Linked DNA regions of Anas platyrhynchos: region 2 is linked to region 1. A link is a contact called in public Hi-C data. All regions are on one chromosome and are shown on one strand. The core of a region is the stretch at or near the end of the contact, and the rest is flanking DNA. Distances in the headings are between cores, read along the strand shown. Region 1 holds the start of SLC7A5 (solute carrier family 7 member 5). Region 2 holds the start of JPH3 (junctophilin 3).

Evidence for each region. A called contact is a pair of places that touch in the nucleus more often than the background predicts.
Region 2: a Hi-C map of skeletal muscle shows a contact between it and region 1, with 2.1 times the contacts expected there. The contact joins the promoter of JPH3 here to the promoter of SLC7A5 in region 1. A contact is called at or near these places in 2 of 8 Hi-C or Micro-C datasets (skeletal muscle and subcutaneous adipose tissue).

Annotation. Positions count from the first base shown.
Region 1 is chr12:2,319,618-2,325,757 of IASCAAS_PekinDuck_T2T, forward strand. SLC7A5 (solute carrier family 7 member 5) reads left to right here and starts at 1,699. Exons shown (of 10, transcript XM_027465794.3): 1 at 1,699-2,411. The coding sequence starts at 1,799.
Region 2 is chr12:2,447,156-2,453,576 of IASCAAS_PekinDuck_T2T, forward strand. It overlaps JPH3 (junctophilin 3), which reads right to left and starts at 3,032. Exons shown (of 5, transcript XM_038185490.2): 1 at 2,265-3,032. The coding sequence starts at 2,646.

The DNA.
Region 1 (6,140 bases), core at 449-2,948:
GTGTTACTACTCCGCTGCTTCTTGATCCAGGGATTTCTAAATAGAAATGATGTCAAAACTGAGCCTGAAGTCTGCAAATTCTTGGCTGCCAGGCTGTTAATAAATTCCTGTTTTGGAATAATTGGATGCAGAGAGAAAAAGATAACTTGGTCCCATCGTTGTGAAAGCTAGTGGAAATTTCTGTGACTTAGCTGTAATATCAGGAGTAAAATACCTATTGGCAAGCAGCTGAGTTATTTGTCTTCAGGTAAGAACCTGGTTTAGAGCACTGGTGAAGTAAATCTCTTGAATGACTGTTCACTCAAGTTTGCAGCTAAATTTGGAGCATGCATCTTGCTCCGGTTCCAGTCTTGTCTGCTGGATCCTCGTGTAGCAAGGCTAACACCCAGGCAATCCTGTATGTAGTAGGCACTTGGTTTTTTTTCCTAGCTGTATGGGCCTGTGAATATTTTGCCTAGGATAAATGAGATATGATGACAAGTAAATGCTGGCAAATCTTACTTTGAAAAATAATCCGTTTAGATTGCAATCATGTAGCCTGGGTGATGGGGTTAATGTTAAGCTAGTAGGCTGAAAAAAATACTTGGGATTTCAGGAAAATTGTGTGATTTTGTCCACAGCGTATTGCTGTGGTTTTTTATTATTATTTATTAATACTTTTCATAATCTATACGATCTCTTCGGGATCCCATTTCTCTTTGAAAACTAGAACAATGTGCTCGGTGCAGATACAATTTTTGTCTATGCTTTCTTCCTAAATAGGGATGCTTACATAAATCAGGGAGCGCCGGGGTCCTTATGCAGTTGTGGTGAGCAGCCAGTAGGTGTCAGCTTCTGATAAGTGCTTCTGGATGCTGCTTGAAGATCAAAAGGGGTCATGATGCCAAGTACCTGTGCAAGCTACCTGCAAGGGTTACTAAAGTGTTGCTTTTTTCCCAGAAATACAGATCTCACGTTTCTGAGGTGTCTTCCAGAAAACCTGACCTACCCTAGTGCCTGTGTTGATGGGTGTCAAACTTGCAAGGAGGAGTGTGGTACGGGCAAGAAGGACACTGGCCTTGGGTTTGGGAGCTTGGGCATGGCTTCTTATAGGACACCCGGACTCGCTTGCTGAGCTACAGCTCCTCAAAGGTACCGTGCCCAGCTCTCAAGGGCAGCTTTTGTTGCGCAGAGTCCAAGCTTCCAGGCTTTTTGCCCGTATCTCCTATCCTAGAAGGACAAGAGGCATTTGTTAAAGAATGTGTTCCTCGGGCACTGTTGTGAACTTGCATCCAAGGACATTCACGAGGCAATTCACTGAGACAGGGGCACGGAGGTTGCTTGTTCTGCCTGAGTGCTTGCCAGGTCGGCTTTAAAAATATATATATGATCTTTCAGGTGATCGATGAGAAATGGCAGGCAGCTTTCTGCAGTGCCTCTGCAGAAAGGAGAGTGACACAGCAGCAGGCCTTGGCTCCGTGTCCGTGTGAACAAGGCTTTATACCGGCAGCAGAGACAGGGGGAGACGCGAATTTAGCCAAATTTCTGGCACCGAGCTCCGCTGTGCGTGAGGCACCCGGCGGGCGGCGGCACCACCACCGCCTCCCCTCCATCCTCCATCCTCCTCCTCTCCTCCTCCCCTCAGCGAGGAGGCCGTCCTGCGGGCGGCTTCCCCGCCTCATACGAGAGTCCCTCCCCGCTCGCCGCCCCCCCCCCGGCGCCTCACAGGGCACAAAAGGGGCGGCTGCATGGTGGCGGCCCCAGCGCCCGGCCGCGCCCGCCCCGCTCCGCTCCGCGCCCCGCTCCGCGCCCCGCCGCCATGTCGGGCAGCGGCGGCCCCGCCGGCACCGGCAGCACGGTGAAGAAGAGGAGCCCGGCGGGCTCGGCTTCCTCGCTGGCTCAGGAGGAGGAGAAGCAAGCGATGGAGAAGATGCTGGAGGCGGCGGGCGGAGGGGCGCAGGAGAACGGCTGCGCCCGCTCGCCCTCGCCGCCCGCCGCTGAGGCTGAGGGAGAAGGGGAAGGGGTGGCCCTGCAGCGCTCCATCACGCTGCTCAACGGCGTGGCCATCATCGTGGGCACCATCATCGGCTCCGGCATCTTCGTCACCCCCACCGGGGTGCTGCGGCAGGCCGGCTCGCCGGGCTTGTCTCTGGTGGTGTGGGCCGTCTGCGGGGCGTTCTCCATCGTGGGGGCTCTCTGCTACGCCGAGCTGGGCACCACCATCACCAAGTCCGGCGGGGACTATGCCTACATGCTGGAGGTGTACGGCTCGCTGCCCGCCTTCCTCAAGCTCTGGATAGAGCTGCTCATCATCCGGCCCTCCTCGCAGTACATCGTGGCCCTGGTCTTCGCCACCTACCTGCTCAAGCCCATCTTCCCCACCTGCCCGGTGCCCGACGATGCTGCCAAGCTGGTGGCCTGTCTGTGTGTCCGTAAGTAGCCGCTGTCCTGCTGCACGGCTCCACGTGTCTCCTGCTTGCTCACCAATTTCCTCCTTGCATGCAGCAAAACCCGGCCACAGCAGCTGGCTCCATCCCCGTGCTGGTTGCAGGCACGTTTTTTGGCTCTGTTTTGAATGATGCGAGTGGAAAGCACGGCACCATCCCAAATAATTCAAGCACGAGGATTCCCTGGCTGGCGATTTTGGCCTAGGGAGCCCCTGTGATTTGGGACTTGCAGCAAGCGCACACGATAAATGCGGTGTGGGTTCGGTGCGTGCGCTGGGATGGGATTTCTGCTGTCCCCAGCACTTCGGGGCTGCTGTGTGCGGGTTGGGGTGGGAGCTGCTGGGGCCGGGGAATTATCTGCTGCCAGCAGTTGGTGCTGAATGTGGCCTGTGCTGCACCACCCAGCTGTTTGCTGCACCGCTTTTGAGGCATTTCTCAGCTCCATGTGCACTGACACCATGCTTGGAAACTGGGGTTATTGCTTTCTTTTTTGCTAGCAAATGTTAATTCCTGTGAGCGGGTGCCTCACAGAGGAGTTCATTTGTGCCACAATGAACTTAACGGCTGCTGGTGTCTCTGCTGTGCCACGTGCTGCTGCAGCTCTCATCTTTTCTCTGGTATCTTGAGGTCTGGGGCTTTGCCAGTGAAGCCCCATTTTGTGTTCCTCTGGCAACTGCAAAGTCACCCCATCCAGATCCCCCATTCTTTAAAATCTGGATGTTTTTCTGCCTTTCTTCCCTTATTTCCTAGCCAGTCGGTGTTCCCCTCCACTGGTAGTTGCTGTGCCATTGTAAATAAACGTTCAGAGAGGAGCTATTCTATTTATTTATTTATTATATAAAACATTTATTTGGTGTGGGAAGTTAGTCGTGTGATTTTTATTTTCTGAGGTTGTGAAGAGAAGCCCGTTTGTGCTGTCCAAAGGGAGATTGTGTTAGAGTCCTTCACCCTCTGAGGATCGCAGGCATTCACAAGTTGTAGCACGTGGTCTTTGCGGGAAGATATATTATCTGTAAATGTCTTCATACACAAGGGACCAAGTCTTTTGATAGATACTGTATATGACTAGCCAGCAGATATAATAACATAAGCAACAGCAGGGCAGCAAACTGTACAATAATTAACAACATAATCAAGAATAACCTACTTTTCATCTGCAGGAACTCTGCCAAAAGAGCTTGGTTCAGGTGTCTCTGTTCCCATTTTACTGGTCAGAAAATAAATACAAGCGTAAAGTAGACTTGCCTGCAGCAAGATCTCTTCAGAGACAGGGCGGATTGCATCATGACACTTCTTGATGCCAGCTTTCCTTCCCACTTTTTCTTCTCTAATAAATAGTATAAGTTTCTGCAGCTTTCTTATGCTAGCAATTAGTAGTTTTCCCGAAGCAGAATTTGTTCTTGACCCTTTACCTTGAAACGCCAAAGAAAGAGTTGCTGGTTCCACAAATCTGCGTCATTTCCATGTGTTTCTTCTTCAAGCTTTACTCCCACCACCCCTGGCTACTAGATTGTTTATGCTTTGGGTTAAATCTTTCTTTGTCTCCTCTGCTTTAAAAGGTTAGTTCATCGCGCATTGCCTTCAGCAAGTTAGTTCTCTGCAACTTTGATTTCTGGAGTTAGCTTTCCTGCTGTCTGGTGCCAAAACCACATCATGAAATGGGAACAATAAACGAAGTAAATCTGGTCCAAGGACTAAGCAAATCACACAAAGCTTCCACGGACTAACAAGCCGCTTGCTACGTGGTTGTTCCAGGCATGCCCCTACCCAGTGACTGTGTTTTTTGTTGGTTCTTTTTTTCAGGAGCCTTAGTGTAGGAAATCTGGTCATACACTCTAGAGCATATGTTAATGAGTTATCTCAAAGAGGGAAAGCATGGTTTGAGAAGCAATGGGGGAATTTGGGGCCCTGAACAGTTGATGACTTATGCAAGCAAAGCCCAGCCATCTAAAACAGTACCAGCTGTATTCTTTGCAAAAAGTTTGAGTGTCAACATAAAATGTAATTGACTGTATGGTTTCTCATAAGAGGAGAAATACAAAGTTACTTGTTTCCCCTCCAGGTGTTACTGGTGTTGAACAGTTGAATAAATTATGTGTTGTTCAGTATTTGCCACCATGGAATGCAGAAACTGAATTCCTAGGCATTAAGATAATCTGAATAAATCACAGTCTTGAAAGAAAAAATATGGTTGGAAGAGGGAATTTTGTTCCTCTTAATGTGCTGAAGAAAACAAGGTGGGTGGTAAGTAGAATTTAACTTCAAAAAGGTATTTTCTGAAATCAAGATTGTAATCTACAGTCAGTTGGTATGCGAGGCATATTCCACAAGACATCACGGATGCTTAATTAAGGCTGTCAAATAAAAGTGTGGGAATTCATTACAAGGAAGTCTTCCTGTAGCAAGATGGGTCAAGCAGTTTGTCGTTGGTGTGGCTTATTTTATGTTCACTGCGAAACACCCAGTGCTCCCTAGGTGTAAGAATTTGCAGGTAGCTTAATTAGTGGTTTTCAGGCCGTGGGTTACTTAAGTAGCTTACGGTCATATAAACTGCATGTCATTTAATGTGAAAGATTAGATGTCTGATACTTCTAAGGCTGATAAATCATAAAAAGCAAATGCTAAAGGATAATAAATGCAAACTCCATCTGATATCTAAGTATTTTTTAACAGAATAAGTTAAAGTTTGTGAAACTGAGAATTTTTGGATAGGCATGAAAATTCAAGAGCCATTTGAATTCCCTTAAATATGATCTCTTGTAGACCAACTTTGCCCCTTTTAGAGAAGATGGACAGAGAGTTACCAGGTCCTGACTTCTCATAGTTGATAACATCAATATCGACAAACTGATAAACCTTAACAAAAATCATTAAAAATCACAGAGCACAGCCCAATGCTTGTGTATGTTCTGCAGGTGGCTCAAGGATAGGAAGTTTCAAATTATCCGGTTAAAGATAACATACATAGTTCTTACTTCCAACTGCTAATTTGAAGATTTTCAACATGTGATAGCTCTTTGAACTGTAGTACAATAAATTTCCTGTAGAGAAGGGAGACGGGATAATGTTGTTTCCAGACATGAACTCATTCTTGCTTGGTGTTTCACAAGTGCCTGAACTGTTCTTCCTACACACATTCTTATACACAGCCTGCTTCGCACCCCTTGTGTGCTGCATAACAGGTTATTTTATACTTGACAACATAATCTGCTCCAGAGAAGCTTGAGAAACTCTGCCAGTTGCATATAATTTTACTCTTGATCCCCAATGTCAAATGACTGATTTGAGTGTTAGCTTCTCAAGCCTTTTATCACTTATTAATTATATATGCTAATCTGGCAAGAATAACCCCAGTATTGCTGCAGCGATATCTGCTGCTGCCAAAGCTCCAGTATTTTAATCTTCCTGCAAAGTTCTCTAGGCTTCCTTTGCCACTTCTGAAATATTACTTTGGGCACTCCTTCTGCTAGCGTGGAATTCCAGCAAAATGAGCACATACTTGTCATTTGTCTCTTGTTATGAGCATCCTCGTAGTGGAGGAATAGTAGCAGTCAGTGCAGAGTTGAGTTATATCTACCAGCACGTGTCATATGGAAGCTTAAGTGCCTGCCAGCCCCTTGAGTGCGTGGTGAGTTAAAGGAGAATAGCATCAAATCCAGGGTCTGGCAAAAGTGTGCAAGCACGTGCCTTGAATGCTTGCCAAATTATAGCTAT
Region 2 (6,421 bases), core at 1,782-4,281, 130 kb after region 1:
TTTATCTGTGGGTGGCAAGTGACAGATGCTGGGGCGAGGATTCTAGGATACTTCAGTTTGATGGAGGTAATAACTCGAGCAGATTAATGAGAAACATCCTTCCCAATAGTTGCCTCCTCTGTGCAACCCCTATGCGGTCGCCCTGGCTGCACACATCGGCTTCTTGTACCCAAACGCACAAAGTTTGTTAAGGTTCAGTGTCCAAAAGGCTGGAGATTTCCACCCAAAATTGGGGAAAGCTCCCTGGCTACTTGCAACCGAGTTCATGAAAGTGCATCCTCGGCCGGGCACCGCTGTGCCGCGGTGGCTGCTGGCACAAAAGTGGGGACCGCGGGCATCGGGGCGAGCAGGAGCCTGGCCGGGGCGTGCAGCATCCATCCCTGGTGCCAGCAGCCTGGGCACAAGCACCACAGCTCCAAATTGTCCCAGCACCACCATCCCCTCATCCTAGCGTGGTTTGCAGAGTCCTCAGGGGACAGCATTTTGCTACAGACCTCTTCTCCTGCAGATCTTACACCTCCTCCTAAAATGACAGGCGTGCACTAGACATTTTCTGTCCCAACCGCGGAGAAGCCAGCCTGGCCTGACAAGATGGAAGAAGCTCTTGGCTTCTGGTAGCTTCTCAGAAACCAGGAACGGCTCGTTCACCCCACGCTGGGGATGCTCCCCAGGCTTCCCAAAGCGCTGCCGTGCTGCGGCCGATGAGGAGCAAGCAGGGCTGAGCCCTGGGTGGGGACAAGAGCGCGCGTGGGGACATGGGGACAGGGCCAGCCCCGCGACAGCCAGCCCTCGGAGACCTGTGGTTCGTGCAGCTCCTGCCCGCCTTCCTGCAAATGTCCCCGGCAGGGGCTGGGTGCCAGCGGGGGCGCAGCGAGGCGGCACGCGAGTTCAGGGCACGCAGAAAATCCCCCACATCCCCTCCTGACCCTGCCGAAGGCGAGAGACCGTGACTGTGCTCCCAGCGAGCTTTCTTCCCAGCCGAAGGGCTGCCAGGATTTCGAGATGACTCGCAAAGACAAACCCACCGGCTTCCAGCTAAACCCCCAGCATTATTCCAGGCGTCTGAAACAAAAGGTTGCGGCTCGGTTGCAGCCGCCGGTAGGAAATTATCCTTAAAAATAAAGAGCTCGTTCCACCTTTCCCTCAGGGAGCAGAAAAGGGCAGCTGCAGGTGCCATTTCATCTCGCCTCCCTGTACCAGCACCGAGCAGCACACTGGGGTTTTCTAGAGAAAGCTCTTGCAGCACCTTTCAGGAAGGCTGCGATGGAGCTCAGCAACACTGCAATTTCCTGAACGTGGCCCTCCTGGAAAACGATAACGCCTTAAAAAAAAAAAAAAACAAAAAGAAAAAATAAAAAGGAGCCAGCTTTAGATGAACACACCCAAAAAACAACGGGGCAGCACTGCTGAGAGCCCCCGGCTGCTGGCAGGTAGGCCCAGCTCGTATTATGGAGGCAGTTCAGATGGAAGTAGCCACAAAACATCAGGGAGGATGATACAGCCACTTAGGGCACAGCACCAGCTGGTTTTCCTAGTTTGGCCTTAAAGCTTGTTAGGCCAGCAATTTTTGATCACTCCAATTGGGTTTTCATGTTTTTCCTTTAATCCTCGCTTCCCCTCCACATCTCGTTAAGCCGCGTTGACGGCAGAGAATAGCTTTTGTGATCCCTCTGAGCCCCTACGCTAAGCATTAAGCCGTAAACTAGGAATGTAAGACTCTTGTCTGAATTAAAGTCTTTTGCCTGGTATGATTTATTAAGTTGGAGGGCTGCGTTTGGAGGGGCTGCAAGGCAGGGCGCGCATGCAACGACCTCGACCCCTCGCCAAAAGCATTTGCAGCAAAGGAGCTGCTCCCCCTGCTCGCTCCAGCCCCCTCTGGTTTGCTCCATCCACTCCATGCCAATCCTACAGGTTACAGTGGTGCAGTCATCACTGCGAATCCCATGTGCAACTCGGGTCGTCTCCCAGCAGCTTGGCCCACTCCATCCTCCCACCCCATGGGCGAGGGCTGGGCATCCCCCGTGCCCCAAGGCCAGCACCCCAAAAAAAGCCTCGCCAGCGTCAGGGGAGAGGGCCTGGTGCTCGGAGGACATTTGGGGCTACCTGTGGCAAGGAGGTGCCACGCGGGGCTGGTTCCTCATCTCCCATGGGGTGCGAGCATCCGAGCACCCCCGGCTCCAGGAGGGCAGGCTGCAAACTCGCAGGGGCTGGTACCCACACACCGCATCCCGCCCCGGCTCGGAAGGGACCAATGCATCACCTACCTCCATCCGAGTAGGTCTCTGTCCCGTAGCCATCCTGTAATCCATTGCTCCAGGTGCCTTCGTACTTGGCCCCGTTTCCAGTGCATTCTCGGACCCCGTACCGTCCCTTAAATCCATGGGTCCACTCGCCTTTGTACACCCACTTCCCCTTGCTCTCCATGCCAATGCCATGGCGCTTGCCCTGCGCCCAGGTGCCCTGGTAAGTGTTGCCGCTGGGCCAAGTGTAGACCCCCAGCACCTCAAAGCCGTGACTCCAGGAGCCCGAATATTCACCTTGACCCTTCGGGCCGGTACAGATTCCGTGGCCATGAGCCTTTCCGTCCTCCCAGCCTCCACAGTACGACCCTCCATCGTCAAAATTAAACCTTCCCCCACTGGACATGCATGTAATTCGGTTTGCAAATCCCCCAAAAGGTGAAAAAAAAAAAAAAAAAAAAAAGAATGCAGGAAATAAAACGGGAACGATGACTTGGAAAAAAATAAAAATAAAAAATATTCAAATCAGATCAGATCAGATCGAAATCATGCACCAGATCCAGGCAGCTGCTTAAGCCAGTTTCTTGCGATTATTCATTCTCTGGGAGTATGTTCGGGATCAGTTCTCTCTTCCCCTGCTGTGGAAACAGGATCATTAAAAAAAAAAAAAAAAAATAGCAGCAAGAACAGCAGCAGCTATTGGGTTTTGGTGCAAACGACTCCACCTAAAAACCATCCACGGCAGGGAACGGGGGTGGGGGCAGGAAAAAAAAATAAAAAATGGGGGGGGGGAGGAAAAAAAATTATATATATGTATAAAAAAATAAAAAGAGGCCAAATGCCAAGAGAGCGAATTGATGCCCCGGCCGGCTGCGGAGCCCTGCGCCCCCCGCGGGGCAGGGCCGCCCCCCCCCGGGACCCCCTCGCCCCCCGGCCCGGCCTTGGGGGGGCCCCGCGGGCGGCTGGCAGCGGCACTGCGGGGGTGGCGACCGCAGCCCCCCGCCCCTAAAAGCCCGGCGCCTCCTGCGCTCCCCGGCAAACCTGGCTGCGGCTGCTGCTGCTGCTGCTGCTGCTGCGGTGGCCGCTGGCCCAGCCCAGCCCAGCCCGCATGCCGCCCCCCCGGGGGGCTTGGGGTGGAAGGGGCGAGGGTCTCCGCTCGCCCCACGGCCTCCCCCTTCCTTTTTTCGCCTTCCCTTTCCCTCCCGCGGGGCTAAATCCTGCTTAGGAGCGAGCGGGGATCCTGGGCTCTCCGCTCTGCCTCATCGCCAGGCTCCGGGTGGATTTAAAGAGACAGCGGCTGCGTCGCCACAGCCTCCTGCCCCCCTCCTCTCCCCTCCCCCGGCTTTATTCCTCTCGCCCGGCTCCCTCCGAGCCTTCCCCACTCGTGGCCGGGACGCGAAGGGGGCGGCCGGACCCCGCTGTGGTGCCAGGGGCTCTCCAGGGCGGTGCGCGCCGCAGCGCCCATCCCCAAATTAATTCAGCTGCCCTCTCCCTGCGGCATCGCGCGAGGGTCCCCGGCCTTGGGCTGGAAGGAGAGAGGCAGCAGAAGGCCCACGGTGGTCAAATCCCAGGGGTTTTTGGGGCTGGGAGGAGGAGGAGGAGGAGGAGGAGGCAGGAGGTGCAGCGCGCTTCGCGCCTCTGGGGCGCACGGGGTCCCCGTCCCGCAGCGCGCATGCTGCTGGCAGAGCACGCCACGAGTTTGTTCATGTGTCGGTGTGTTTGCATCAATGCATGAGTGCGGCGAGGCTCGGGGATGAAAGGGGGAGCTGCGCTGGGCAGAAATTAAATTTCGCTTTGTGCCGGCAAAGCGAAATCCGTGACTTGTCCAAAAACGTGGTGCTTCTGGAAAATATCCCCGCCTCAGATGCAGCGGCTCCTGGCTGCGTCCTGCCAGCCCCACTGCTGTTCCTGGTGCTAGTTCTCAGCCCAGACTTGGATTTGAGACCCGGCTGGGCAAGGAGGCCAGGAAAGCAGCCCTGGCGATGAACCCCGTGGGATTTCAGCCCACAAAAATCCCCCAGCAGAAGGGGCCGGGTGGGCACCTGCCTCCCGTGCCCACCTACGGGGACCTCTCCAGCTCCAACCTCCCACGCAGGTGTTTTTCTGTCTCAATGCTTTTTTCTTGTCCAGTTGCTGAAGCACAAAGCCTCCCTCGTCTGGGGGAAAGGCTTTGCCAGAGCTGGAGGGATGCGACCAGAGTGGGTGGAAATTCTCCCACTGAAGCCTTTTTTCAGTGGAAAATGTCTTCTCAAACTACACCGAGTCCTTCATGAATGCAGTAACTGTGCTCTGTATACATTGTTTTTGTTTTTGTTTTTGTTTTTCCCCAAAATCCCACACTTCAGGTACTGCATTTTTTGACAGCTGCAAACTGCCATTTTTTTTCGTGAAGAAAGACTCTGGGTGGAAACCTCCGAACTCTCCAAGAAAAATGCTACCAGGGAAATTACTTAAATGCAGATTTTTGTCTGAGAAAAAAAAAAAAAAAAAAGAACTTCCAACCCCTTTCTGTTGTTTTCTCTGTTTTTGTTTGTTGGACTGATTTTTTTACATGGTTATAGTAGTTTTACACGTTAATTGGCGTGTTAATTAATAACCAGCTATTCCTTCTGTGGAGAACAAGGTAGAGAGACCAGAGGCTGTGCCGGTGCACTCGCCCACGTGCTCTCCATCCCTGACCAGTGCGGGGGCTGCTTGCTGTGGTTCCAACCCTATCCCCCAAATACATCTGGTTTTCACAGATTTTACCCAGAGGCCAGGAATCAGTTTAAAATAAAATCTCTCTCCACGTTATCTGCAGTTTTACTGCCCTGGGGTGTCCTTTCCAGACCAGTTAGTATCTCCTGTGTGCCGCTGGTGTGCGGAGGCTAAGGGAGAGGAAATTCAAGGTTAGATTTCACACCAGCCCCAAATACCAGTGGGAAGATGCTCTGACCACCAACAAGTGCCAAGTTCACCTCCGCAGCCGCTGTGCCTGGGGCCAGGCTGCCCTGCCACAGCAGCAGGAATCCCCCAGTACCTCTGCCGAGCTCTGGAGACATTTCCCTGGAGGGTACAGGCAGCATTAAATAGGACTGGCAAGTTTTTTTTGAAATAAAAAATATATATAAAAGGTAAATCAAAGGATGCAAAGAGAATTATCTGCATCAGCAGAGCAACAATACCCAGCAGAGGGGGGAATTTCTGAATGGCTCAGACCTCCTTCTCCAAAGGTATCTCCTCCCAAGGGTATCTCCTCCTCCAAGGGCATCTCCATCTCCGAGGCCACCCCCTGAGCCAGGAGGGATGCTCCCCGCCAAACCTGGCAGAGCAGGGGGGAAGCGGCACCGAAAGCTGGCCTCAAGTCATTAGCAACATGGAAATAAATGATCTGGAGCGTGTCTGGATCAATATGTTGGGTGAGAAAGGACAAGGCAAGGGGTGTCTGCAACAGACTGCCACGCTGCAGCAGGGGCTCAATGCGATCTGCTCCTTTAAGCAGCCGTGGCCGTGGTGTCTAATAAAATCCTGGTGACCACCAGGGACTTCAGACGGAGCGATGTGCACGGGAGGTCTCCAGCTGATGGTATTAAAATGTCCTTAGAATTTCGGAAAAAAAATATAATTTCCTAATGCAAAAAATACTGCCTCCAACACGAGGGAATTCCCCGTTAGACCTTGCCCTGACAGGTGAAGACGAATTTCGCACTGAACGAGGTGCAAAAATCATGGCTTGATTATATTTGCTATGTGCAAATGAAGCAAAGCTCAAAGCGGATATATTTATATATACTTGGCACTTTAAAAGGTCCCGTTTCACAAAGCAGAAAATAATTACAAGTCAAATCAATTTGGGGAAAGAATTTAGATGAAAAATGTGTTGAAAAGGGAGAAGCCTTTAAGGATATTTAACCCCCAAAGCAGTAACGCAGACAGAAATCTTTGTTAAGAGAAACAACATGGCTTGGAAAGGAAGTGAAAGAGCCGCCAAGACTAACACATAAAACATAAACATGGAAAAAGAAGAAAGGGGAAACTGGTAGTAATTAATAAACCTCAGATGCTGGGGAAATTAAAGACAGAAGGAAAATTTCCTAGAAAAGGAGCCTTGCGGTAGCATCGGGCCAATATTACACAGAAATGGGAGGTTTGTCAATAACGTAGAAAAGGCAGAAATGTTTGGTGCAAGTTTCTGCCTGGTA